Regions from separate parts of the Mus musculus genome. Here region 1 is linked to region 2. A link is a contact called in public promoter capture Hi-C data. All regions are on one chromosome and are shown on one strand. Each heading gives the region's core, a stretch centred on a gene start, on an enhancer-like site or on the middle of the called end of the contact. The rest is flanking DNA. Distances are from core to core; before and after follow the strand shown.

What was found. Promoter capture Hi-C pulls out the DNA fragments that hold promoters and counts their contacts.
Region 1: a contact with region 2 is called in a promoter capture Hi-C map of 3T3-L1-derived adipocytes, with 2.3 times the contacts expected there. The contact joins the enhancer-like site here to the promoter of Slc43a3 in region 2. A contact is called at or near these places in 12 of 39 promoter capture datasets (the 3T3-L1 cell line, 3T3-L1-derived adipocytes, the HPC-7 cell line and 8 more), 5 of 484 Hi-C or Micro-C datasets (ECoMG myeloid progenitors, bone marrow-derived macrophages, embryonic stem cells and 2 more), 6 of 115 datasets of contacts at active chromatin or transcription factors (the 230-238 cell line, cardiomyocytes, effector CD8 T cells and 3 more) and 2 of 9 other capture datasets (adipose tissue and liver).

Annotation. Positions count from the first base shown.
Region 1 is chr2:85,011,296-85,016,895 of GRCm38.p6, forward strand. All of the region lies in intron 8 of P2rx3 (purinergic receptor P2X, ligand-gated ion channel, 3), which reads right to left. Among named protein-coding and RNA genes, the nearest start is that of P2rx3, 22 kb to the right of the region's middle. Within about 2 kb of position 2,851, at least 39 of the 459 cell types and tissues checked have an H3K27ac peak or open chromatin away from gene starts, as enhancers often do. A contact at or near this core is called in 3T3-L1-derived adipocytes, effector CD8 T cells, hematopoietic stem and progenitor cells and 1 more, where this site is marked.
Region 2 is chr2:84,932,410-84,938,084 of GRCm38.p6, forward strand. Slc43a3 (solute carrier family 43, member 3) reads left to right here and starts at 4,237. Exons shown (of 13, transcript NM_021398.3): 1 at 4,237-4,440; 2 at 5,114-5,460. The coding sequence starts at 5,277.

The DNA.
Region 1 (5,600 bases), core at 1,601-4,100, 78 kb after region 2:
GTGTACATTTTGTGCAAATAGTGGTTCTTCTGTATTTTTTAGGGTATAAGAAGGAAACAAAGCCAGCTCTTCTTTGGGGTGTGTATAATTGCTTCCTCAAATGTCTTTGATCTACATTTGATAGTGTCCACAGATATAGAGCCCACAGCTAAGGAAAGCTGCCTGCATTTTTATGGATAAACAATTTTGCTATTTGGGTTCAGGTTTATCATTCCCTTGATCACAGGAACTTGCCTCTTTCAACTCTCTGTCCACCATGAAGCTCAGCATGTGATAGAACTAGAAGCTGAAAGAGACCTTCAAAGTCATCTCATCATTATCTGTAAGAGTTTTCATCCCTGAGGCCTGAACACTCCTGTGCAAGGAAGCAGGCAGCCAAATTTATCTTTGAGTAGTGCCAGCCATTGCAAGGGCTTCCCCATGCCGAGCTGACATTCAGCAGTGTTTGCTGAATGGAGAAGGGTTTTTAACACGGTGCACAAATCCCTTGGAAGCACTCATATATCTGTTTAGAAATGATTTGTCCTCCCATAGAGTAGTGGAAACTCCTTTCTAAAGCAGGACTCAAAACTGTTAAACCAGCAGGAAAAACAGCAATAAACATGCAGGATCCGGGTTTGACTTGGGAAGGAAGAGTTGGGCCTGGAATTTGGGTTTCTCTGTGAAGGAGGTGCTGTTCTCAGCAAAGCTTTGCCTGCTGGGAAGTCATTTTGCCAGCTGAAATACACTTTTACAGTTGATTCCGTACCGATAGGAAAATATCGCCTGGCAGTCTCTTTGCATCTGGGACGGGGGCCACATCCTTAGAGCCTGCTGGGACTCCTCCCCTGAGAGACAGGCCTGAAGCCAAGTTTATTTACTTAAGAGTCTAGGGACCTGATTAATTGCAAAAGCAGCCATTTAAAAAGTCTGCTGTTGATTTTTAAAAGCACATTACTAGCTGGCTGGAGCGGCCCACACCTGTCATCTAGGCATCAGGAAAGTAGGAGGATTACTGTGAGTTAGAAGCTAGCTATCCTGGGTCACATGAGCTGTAGGCTAGTCTGGGCCACATGGGCAAGCAGGGCGTGGGAGGCAACCTTACTGGTCCTGCTATGTTATCTGTAGCTGCAAGTGTAGGTTGTGAGGCCAGCGGCCCAGTCTTTGAATACCTTCTCTGGCACTATATAAGGTATGTGGCCTTGGCTAGATAAAGGAGACTCTGAGGCCCAGAGTTCCTCAGAGGTGAGAAGATAACCCTCTTAGTTCCTTGGTCAGCACTCAAAAAGTTTTCGATCCTATTTTCTACTAACAACATCAGTTGCTGTGCTGACAGGATGGAAACACACATTAGAAAAGGCTGGGTCCACCCAGGACCACTGGCCCTCTCATTACTACCACAGGATGGTGAGGAGCGAAAAGGATCATGGCGACAAAAAAACATACCCCACGGAAGAGGCCTTCCAACGGTATGGTTTTCTGTGAAAAGGACTGAAGTGGCTGCCTTTAAAGACACATGTCCTGTGGCATTTGGAAGGAGGAGGGGAAATGCAGACTGTAGAGAAGTGACGAGCGCCAGGGCCCACTTCAGCTCTGACTCTTTCAGTTGGCCGAGGAGCTCAGTGATCTGCACGCTGTGATATGGTAGCGGAACCAGGCCAACTCTGCGTTTTGAGAAAGCTGCTGTGGGTGCGTTTCCAACACAGAGCGCCTGCTGGAAACACCTAGCACGCGAGGAACAGCTAGCAGATGAACAGGCCTTTTTTTTTTTTTTTTTTTTTTTTTGTCCCAGACACCAAGAGAGGAAATCCAAAATTGAGCTGCCTTTTCGGAGCAATGCTGTCTTAGGAACTCTTAGAGGGAAACTGAGAAACCAGACATCATGAAAAGTGCTTCTGTTCGTAGATGGAGCTTGGGGACTCTTATGGAAGAATAAGGGAAGGATTGTGGGCCCCAAACAGGATAGGAACTCCACAGAACAACCAACAGAGTCAACTAACCTGGACCCTTGGAGTCCTCAGAGACAGAACTACTGACCAAAGAACTTACACAGGCTGGATCATTGCCTGCACATATGTAGCAGATGTGCAGCTTGGTCTTCATGTAGGTCCTGAATAACTGCAGCTGGGGCTATCCCCAAAGCTGTTGCCTGTCCATGGGATATGTTCTTCTAGCTGGGCTGCCTTGCCGGGCCTCAGTGGGAGAGGATGTGCCTAGCCTTGCAAAGATTTGATGTGACAGGGTGCAGGGATATCCAAAGGGCCCCAATCTCTTGGAGGAGAAGAGGAGGGAGGATGGAGGGGGGGGAGGAATGTGGGAGGGGGTAACGGAGAGGGGGAAAGTGAGTGGGATGTAAAGTGAATTAAAAAAAAATTCTTTACTAAAGGTGAAGGAGTTTTAAAAAGTGCTTCTGCTTTCCCCCTACTAATCAGCACTGTAATCTTACAGTTACTACATTTGTGTGTTGTTGGCAAGTCATAATAGTTGAAGGTAAGTTAGAAGGAATGAATACAGACCAAGACTCTGGCTTTGAGCCTTGGTGAAGGTGGGTCATTTCTGACAAGTTTCAAAACCTTTCTGCGTGGGAGGGTGTGGTGATCTGTGAATGAGGTCAGAAGCACAGGTGTGAAAGAAAGGGTTTCACAGGTTCACCGTTCAGGGCTCTTAACATAAGGAACAGAGGTGAGCTTTTGAGGTCTTCAAAGACATGGAATTTTAGATTGCATATGTACAAATGTATACGGAGCTGGAAGGACCTACCTGCCCCCATCTAGGATGCTAATTTCCTGTGAGGGTAACAGAACTATATGAGAGAAAGGGGGCCCATGTCACTACTTCCTGTGAGTCTTATATTTGCAGACAAATATCTTTTAGTGACATGCTAGGGACTGACCTCAGAACCACAGCCTTGGGCATGCTAAGAAAGTGGTCTACCACTGAGCTACGTCTCTAGTCTAAAAAAGAGTATCTTTTAAGGAAATGTATATTTGGGGGCCAGAGATATGGCTCAATGGTTAAGAGAACTGACTGCTGCTGCTCTTCCAGAGGTCCTGAGTTCAATTCCCAGCCACCACAAGATGGCTCACAGGAATCTATAATAGGATCAGATGCCCTCTTCTGGCGTGTTTGAAGACAGCTACAGTGTACTCATAAAATAAATAATCTTAAAGAAAAGAAAATCTATATTTGTAGATAAAATGGCTTTTAAGAAAAAAATTGCTTATGTCTGTGAGTGCCTGTTCTTTTACTGGGCAATGGTTCACACTTTGAGCAACAGTATAAAGGGATTAGCAGCCTCCACCTGGTAGTAGAGGGACTTGGACTAGATCTCATATGTACCTTCTGGTTCAAGCTTCTCCCTGACTTGGTGCACTGCTTTGTCTCTGTTCTGGATGCTGGCGGGGCTTCCCCTCTCCTCACATGCCCATGTGACTTTAGTTCCAGCCCCTGCCTTCTGTCCTCTGCCCTGTAGACCCATGTCCTATCTTTGGGGCCTGTAATTTCCCTGCACTCTGCCCACACTTTCAGATCAGCCCCTTTATTAAGCTCTCCTCGAATTACCCAATTTGAAACTGCCATCTGCTTCCTGCCGAATCCCTGATAGATACAGTGTTATAAATCTGTCATTAAACCATCAGTGCCTACACACACACACACACACACACACACACACACACACACACACACTGACTTGCTCTCACTCAGACTTAGCCACATTCAGTGGCTAACGAACACATTAATGCCCTCACATGCTCTCTGTGCTCACACAATTACAACAAGGAGCCCATCTTAAAACCCTGTACCGGTGAACTGAGTGTCTACCTGAGCTGCAAGACCCACTTCTCAGTCCTGTGTTTAAGCTACGGGATGCCACCTCCTGGGGGTCTTTTATCTGCATTGTTGAACTGCTAGGTTTTATTTTTAGATACAGCTGCACTTTGTCCACCACAAATCCAGACAACCCTAGCAACTGCATTCTCAATATGCTTGGAAAAAAGCTTTGAAAACATTATATTGAGGGATAATTAGAATATTTACCTATGGGGAATAGGCAAACCAAGGAGTGAAAATTCTCTCCACCAAATTGCAGGTGGAGAAAGAACAAAAGCCTTTAGTGAACATACAAAAATTAATATAGATGGATAGTATAGATGGATAGAACCAAGCACGTTAGGTAAGGATTGAAGGGAGATGCACCCCCAAGGCTACTTTGCCAGTAACTGGACCTGGCTCATTACAAACAGGTGACCGTATGAAGTATCCTTGTGCTTGGGATTATGTCTTAGGAAGACAGATGCGGGAGCAAGGATAGAATGACCTCTAAGGCTATATATACTAAGTTGCTCTCACAATCTCAGACAAATCACTTCTCCCTCAGAGCTCCTGTTTCCTCTCTGAAAGAGGACAGCTTTGTCTAGAAGTGCCCAATGGATCTTTTAACACCTAGACAATCTCAAAATCAATGATTCTGCAAGCAAAGAGCTGCAGAAAGTTGGGAGGTGGGGGCATGGAAATGAGCTGCAGATGTAATTAGTGATGGAGGTGCAGGTCTCTAGCTGCCCCTGGGTATCAAATGTGCTGCTTAGAGCAAGGCCAATCTAGTCTGAATAATTTCACTCTCTCCAGAGCTGATGGCAACAATAGAGTGGTGAGGAGTCTGGCCTCTGTTGCAGAGAGAGACAAATGAACTTGTTTGGGAGGCAAAAGGCCAGGCTGTGAATTGTGCCGCTGGCATCTGCTGGTATTTTCACTTCCCTAGAACTAGGGTTCTTTGTTTTTCAGCAGGGTAGAAGGTACCAACCAGCTATGCATGTCTCACTGAGGATTAACTAGTGTGAATGTCTCTAAGCTTTCCTGGTTGTGGTGGATATCAGTCAAGAATATTTATTCATATCCAGGTCTTCAAATGTACTCCATGTGTTACACTGGCAGTGAGTAAACACAATGAGCCCCGCGTCTTTTCTCATTAGTACAGTGGAAGGATTGTAGCATCTTCCTTCGAGAGTAGGTGTGGAATAACTGGCCAAAGCATACAGAATGCTATGCACTTGGGGTAATGAGTGTCAGTCCTACTGTTAAGTAGCTTTGTGAGACTTAGACAACAGCATAAGATCACTGTGTTATTGAAACCATAATGTGTACCCTCTTCTCTTATCTGAACATTCAGAAAGATGACTTTGTGGCCTTTGGCCTTGAGTGTCAACTGCTATATGAGAGTGGTGGTGGACCCAGGTGGAGGGATGTGGTAGCACTTAGGCAGAGCGCTGTTAGGCATGGATGCCAGATATCTCCTGACAGCACTCTTCTTTGAACTCTCTGGGAACTTTACCCAGGGCCCAACTCGGTAGTTTTGCTCCTTTGTACATCCACCTCTGCTAAGAGAGTAAGTTATTTGGGATCCTTAGTGGAGACCATACCTCTCAGGTGGCTCCCTTAGATCCTGAGTGTTATACTGAAAGAGTCCTCAGAGACCATCTCTCTAGTCTTGCCCAAATAAACTGTCTAAACTAATTTCTTTATTTGAGGCAGGGATTCATATAGCTTAGGCTGACCTTGAACTCCCTACATAGCCAAGGATGACCTTACACTGATCTTCTCTCTTCCACTTTCTGAGTGCTGTG
Region 2 (5,675 bases), core at 2,987-5,486:
TACCTGGCTATGGCTGTAGCCAAGGATGGATAGGAGGTGGAATCAATAGGACATGATTGATAGATATGGGCTGAGGTTCTGTGAGACCCCGACTTAGAGTGTTTCTCCCTAGAAGGTAAAGCCCCTGGACGTTCCCCAAGCTTGTTTTCCCTGATCTCTAAAAATACAGCCAGAAAGAAGCTCTTTGTTTTCTATAGCCAGCAAAAAACTTTTTCGTTTCTATACTTTACAACCAGAGATTCGATAATTATAAAAGACCCATCCAGGCATTTGCCTGGCTTCCTGTGCCGAGGACACGGAGATAAAAATTCAGAAAGAACTCACTCCCAACTCCTTCTGCCTTGTAAATTTCACCAAGGACACCCAGAAGAGAAGAACTCTGCCCAGCTCCTCCCAGGTCCTCCCAACTCCTCCCAACTCCTTCCAACCCTCCTCCCAACTCCTTCCAACCCTCCTCCCAACTCCTCCCAATTCCTCAGCTAGCTGTTAAAAGCCCCCTACTGTCACCGCTCGGGTTCGAACTCAGCTAGCTGATAATAAAACCTCTTGCAGTTTGTATCAGGTGTGGTTTTCTCTCGAGTCATTTGGTTGCTGGCCAGCTCATCCCGGGACTTGAGCGGAGGCCCAGCTTTGTGGGGGGGGGGGTCTTACAGTTCAAATACCTTCATCCAGGTACCTGCTCTGGCCTAACTCTTGCCACTGCCCTTGCCAGTGAATGTCTTGGCTCCAGAATGATATTGCTTTTTCTAGGCTCTGCACTGGCCCCATATTGTTGGTTGAAAGTGTTAGGCTGGACTCTGCCTGGAAGAACATTCTCTCACTCTAGCAATCCGCTCCTTTTGCCTCCTGGGCTTGAGAAAAGCAGCTTGAGGGAAGGCACCGGAGCTCCTGAATCCCAGCACCTGGCACAGAGCCTGATACTTTGTATTCATTGAACCAAGCAACTGATAACAACAACAACGGAATGGGGTAAAAGGAAAGGAGATGAAGAGAGAAAGGTTGGGGATGTTGGCGCTCAAGTCAGACCTCATTATAACCACTCTGATGTTACAAGAAAATCCACATTGGTGAGAAGCTATAGACCAATCAGAACAGCACCTGACTCTATTAGCTGCAGGAACCGAAGCAAATAGGACTAAGTAACCCCCCCACCCCCCACCCAGATCCTGGGGACTGGACCACTAGCCAAAGAGTATATATGGAGGGACCCATGGCTCTGGCTGCATATGTGGCAGAGGATGACCGTGTTGGACATCAGTGGGAAGAGAGGCCCTTGGGCCTGCGGGTGTTCGATGCCCCAGTTTAGAGGAGTGCCAGGGCCGGAAGACAGGAGTTGGGGCCTCATAGAGGCAGGGGGAGGGGGATGGGATAGAGGGCTTCTGAAGGGGAGACCTGGAAAGGGGAAAAAATTTAAATGTAAATAAAGAAAATATCCAATAAAAATGTGAAAAAAACCCCCATAGGACTAAGGACTTAGTATAGTCTAAGATTTGCACTTGACAGTGTCCATAGGCCTGTCCTGTTACTAGAGGCAGTGCCTTCTGCAGTCAAGTGGGGTATAGGGTGAGGATCCTACCACTTGGGAGAGAGGAGCTACTTAAGTCTAGGCTGGCTTATCCTGAGTCCTGCGCTCTGGCGGCTCCAGAGCTGTACTCTCCTGACTGCTCCTGCTGATTTGCATTCTAAATTCTCTTTATCTTGGCTTTGACCTTTTCTCTTCTTCCTTTGCTCTTTCCAGTTCCTTATCCACCAGGTCCTCAGGAGAGCAACACATGAGCCCGGGGCTGAGGCTGGGCTTGCATGCACAGCAGTGACTTGCAGGAAAACGGAAAATCTGGCTCTGTGTTTCCCTTTTGTCTCGTCTTGTATTTTTAGTTCCCCATCGTCACCCTCCCCCCTTTCTAATTTAATTTACTTTTTAATTTCTAAAGAAAGGACATGTTTTCTGCAATGTCTCAATATCTGGTGTTAAGACTGGAGAAGTTAAGAGCAGTTAAGAGCAGAGGTTTGGGAGTTGGCAGTTTGGGCTGTGAGGCATGATCTTGGGGCAAAGTCCTTTCAGGATTCTCCACTAAACTCCCTCTCTGGCCCAGATAACTACAAATTGGAAATCTCACCTAGCCTGCTGAATCCGCTCCAGGTGGACTTCACTTTGAGGACAGCTCCTATAACTAAGGTGCTTTGAACCCGTTTTAGTGGGGCAGCTAGTGGGTCTGTGGTCTCTCCCTCTGCAGTAAGTCACTTGAATAGTCTTTTTTGATACTTTGTTTGGGTGGTGATCGGGACCTCACTTCCTGGTGCTTGCCTTCCCACCATCTCCCTGTAGAAAGAGGGCCGAGCCAGGAAGCTGGGCATCTAATGCAAAAAGGCAGCTCTCTCTCCAAGGAGAACTGTGGTTCAGGCAAGGAAGACATTGGCTCATTTGCTCTGGGCTGGAGAGCAGCACAGCTGGTTAGGCCAGCTATTTCATGCTGATCACAAGCTCCGATGGGCAATTATAAATGTCTTTGATTAATAAAAAATGGGATGGTGAATGAATAGTTAATCAATGCAGTCTGGCAGGAAGGCTCTCTCGGAGCCTGGGCTGGGGGTTTCAGCAGGGGCGGGGGGAACAGTGAAAAGGATCCTTAGAGGGGAAAGGCAAGGCCCCCTCCAGTGATGGTTCCTGATAAGCACCTCTGTCCTGATTCCAGCTTCATGATTTTTATGGTGGGGTTTTCTTGGCAGCTCTGGGGATAAACGTGAGGTGGGGAGCGAGTGATGAGCAAGTGGGAAACAGTTTGTATGGTGCCCACCCGAGGGGGCAAGGTAATGCGGAAACACAATGGCATCCACATGCAGTTGCTTTTGATCCCTATGTCTGGCCCAGCGCCTGGAACTGTGTTAAAACAAGCTTAGTTAGGGCAGCTGAGGCAGGATTACCTAAAGCTTAAAGTCAGTCAAAAGAGAGCAAAAAAGACCCTGTCTGAATCCTAGACAACTGTTGGGATAGGAAAAAAGAAGAGTTTTTTTTTTTTAATTAATTAATTAAATTAATTTTAAACTCCAGATTTTATCCACCCTCCGACTGCCCTCTGAAAGACCCAACCAAGCAGCTGAAAGAGTCAGATGCAGATATTTGCACCCAACCAATTGACAGTTTTTGTTTGTTTGTTTGTTTGTTTTTTGGTTTTTCCAGACAGGGTTTCTCTGTATAGCCTTGGCTGTCCTGGAACTCACTTTGTAGACTAGGCTGGCCTTGAACTCAGAAATCCGACTGCCTCTGCCTCCTGGGTGGGATTAAAGGTGTGTGCCACCACACCCGGCTTTTTTTTTTTTGAAAGAGACTCTTTTATTTTACAAGTTGGCAAATGTCGCTTAAAAGCTTTGTCTGAGGAAATCCCAGTCTCTGGTATATGTAAGTGATGTTTGGAGGAGATAACTTGTTCCCTTGCCTCAGGTTATGCCAGCTATTTTCTTTTTTTTTTTATTATTTATTTTTTTTATTACATATTTTCCTCAATTACATTTCCAATGCTATCCCAAAAGTCCCCCATACCCTCCCCCCACTTCCCTACCCACCCATTCCCATTTTTTTGGCCCTGGCGTTCCCCTGTACTGGGGCATATACAGTTTGCGTGTCCAATGGGCCTCTCTTTCCAGTGATGGCCGACTAGGCCATCTTTTGATACATATGCAGCTAGAGTCAAGAGCTCCGGGTTACTGGTTAGTTCATAATGTTGTTCCACCTATAGGGTTGCAGATCCCTTTAGCTCCTTGGGTACTTTCTCTAGCTCCTCCATTGGGAGCCCTGTGATCCATCCATTAGCTGACTGTGAGCATCCACTTCTGTGTTTGCTAGGCCCCGGCATAGTCTCACAAGAGACAGCTACATCTGGGTCCTTTTGATAAAATCTTGCTAGTGTATGCAATGGTGTCAGCGTTTGGATGCTGATTATGGGTTGGATCCCTGGATATGGCAGTCTCTACATGGTCCATCCTTTCATCTCAGCTCCAAACTTTGTCTCTGTAACTCCTTCCATGGGTGTTTTGTTCCCACTTCTAAGGAGGGGCATAGTGTCCACACTTCAGTCTTCATTCTTCTTGAGTTTCATGTGTTTAGCAAATTGCAAAGAAGGAAGTGGTGGAGACAGGGGAGGGTCCCAAGCTCTTACTGGAGGAGACAAGCAGGAGGCGGCCAACCTGAGGCAGAGGACTAGGAGGGGCCATGAGAGCGGGAAACCGGCCCATCGCGGGTAGGACTGGAAGGATACTGGCCGGGTCTGGCCGAGCTGGGCTGGGTCTGGCTGAGCAGAGCAGAGCCGAGCCGGGCAAAGCTCGACAGGGAGGCTCTGGGCGGAGGGTAGTGGAAGGCGGTAGCCTGGTGGCGGCGAGGCTGCGGCGACAGAGATCCGGGAGAGAGTTGCTGCCGGCTGGAGCGCGACCTCTTGCCTGGTGGAAGTTAGTGACTGTCGGTAGAGGCAGCGGGAGGGTGGGTGGGGGTGGGGGATGGGAATTGTGGTCCGAGACAAGGCTCTTGTTGGGATATTTTTCATAGTGACCAAGTAGCCGTGAGACCTTGGGGCAAGTTCAGAAAACCTTCGGAAGTTTTTGTTTTTGCCGCACTGAAGAGTTCCCGCTGTAGACCGAACATTTATTTGTCAGGCCTTCGAATGGCTCAGGGTGGCTGCTCCTCTGGTGGACTGTATTCAGGCTTTCAAGTCGGGGGTTCTGGGGGGGTGGGAGGGGAGCTCCTACCTCTGCTTGTGATGTCCCCAAACATTAGGCAGGATGTGTGTGTGTGTGTGTGTTTTTTTTCCTATGTGGCATGTGTTGCCATTGAGACCTGCCTTATCTTCTTACCCATGGGTAGTTTCGCGGGTTCTGTGAATGAAAGGATGTATGGACGGTATTTTGGCGGGGGGTGGGTGTTGGGGGTGCGTGGGCGTTGTTTTTGTTTTTCCATGTTTGGGAATGAATTCTAGATAACATTCTATGGCTCAACCGCATTCGCTGGTCATGTATGAAAGTTTTTATTTTCCAAATCCTCACGGCCTTTCTCCTGAGGACCCCTTTCCCTCGGTGTCTTTTTCCCAAGCTTCCTGTACCAGGCTACTTCTGCCTCATTTTCCAGGCTCCATGGTTATTCCATGGCGTTTCTTGCTCAACCCAGAGACAGCTGGAACAAGAGGGCTCATTGAAGTCGAGAGCTTGCCAAAGGAATTTCCCACACATCACTACCAGTGGTCCTCTCTGAAGCTCAGGACAGGATTTGTGGACTCACTTCACCTCAGACCATGGCAAGCAAGGGCTTGCCCCTTTACTTGGCCACCTTGTTGACTGGACTCTTGGAATGCATCGGTTTTGCTGGTGTCCTCTTTGGCTGGACTTCACTGTTGTTTGTGTTCAAAGCAGAAAACTACTTTTCAGAGCCCTGTGAACAGGACTGCTTGCTCCAGAGCAATGTAACAGGGCCTTCTGGTAAGGACAAAGATGGCTTTTTCATAGGAAGCTGTGCTTGGTTCCTGGGAGTTGGGAAAGAATAGGAAGGTCTCTGTGCTTTACCCACCCTGCCAGCCTTTCCATGGGGGGGGGGGACTGTCAGCCCCCTCTCACCCCTTATGTGGAGGCTATCAAATGGGGAAGGAAGCACCTGGTTTTAGAGGGGGACCTTTAGAGACCAATATATTTTAATG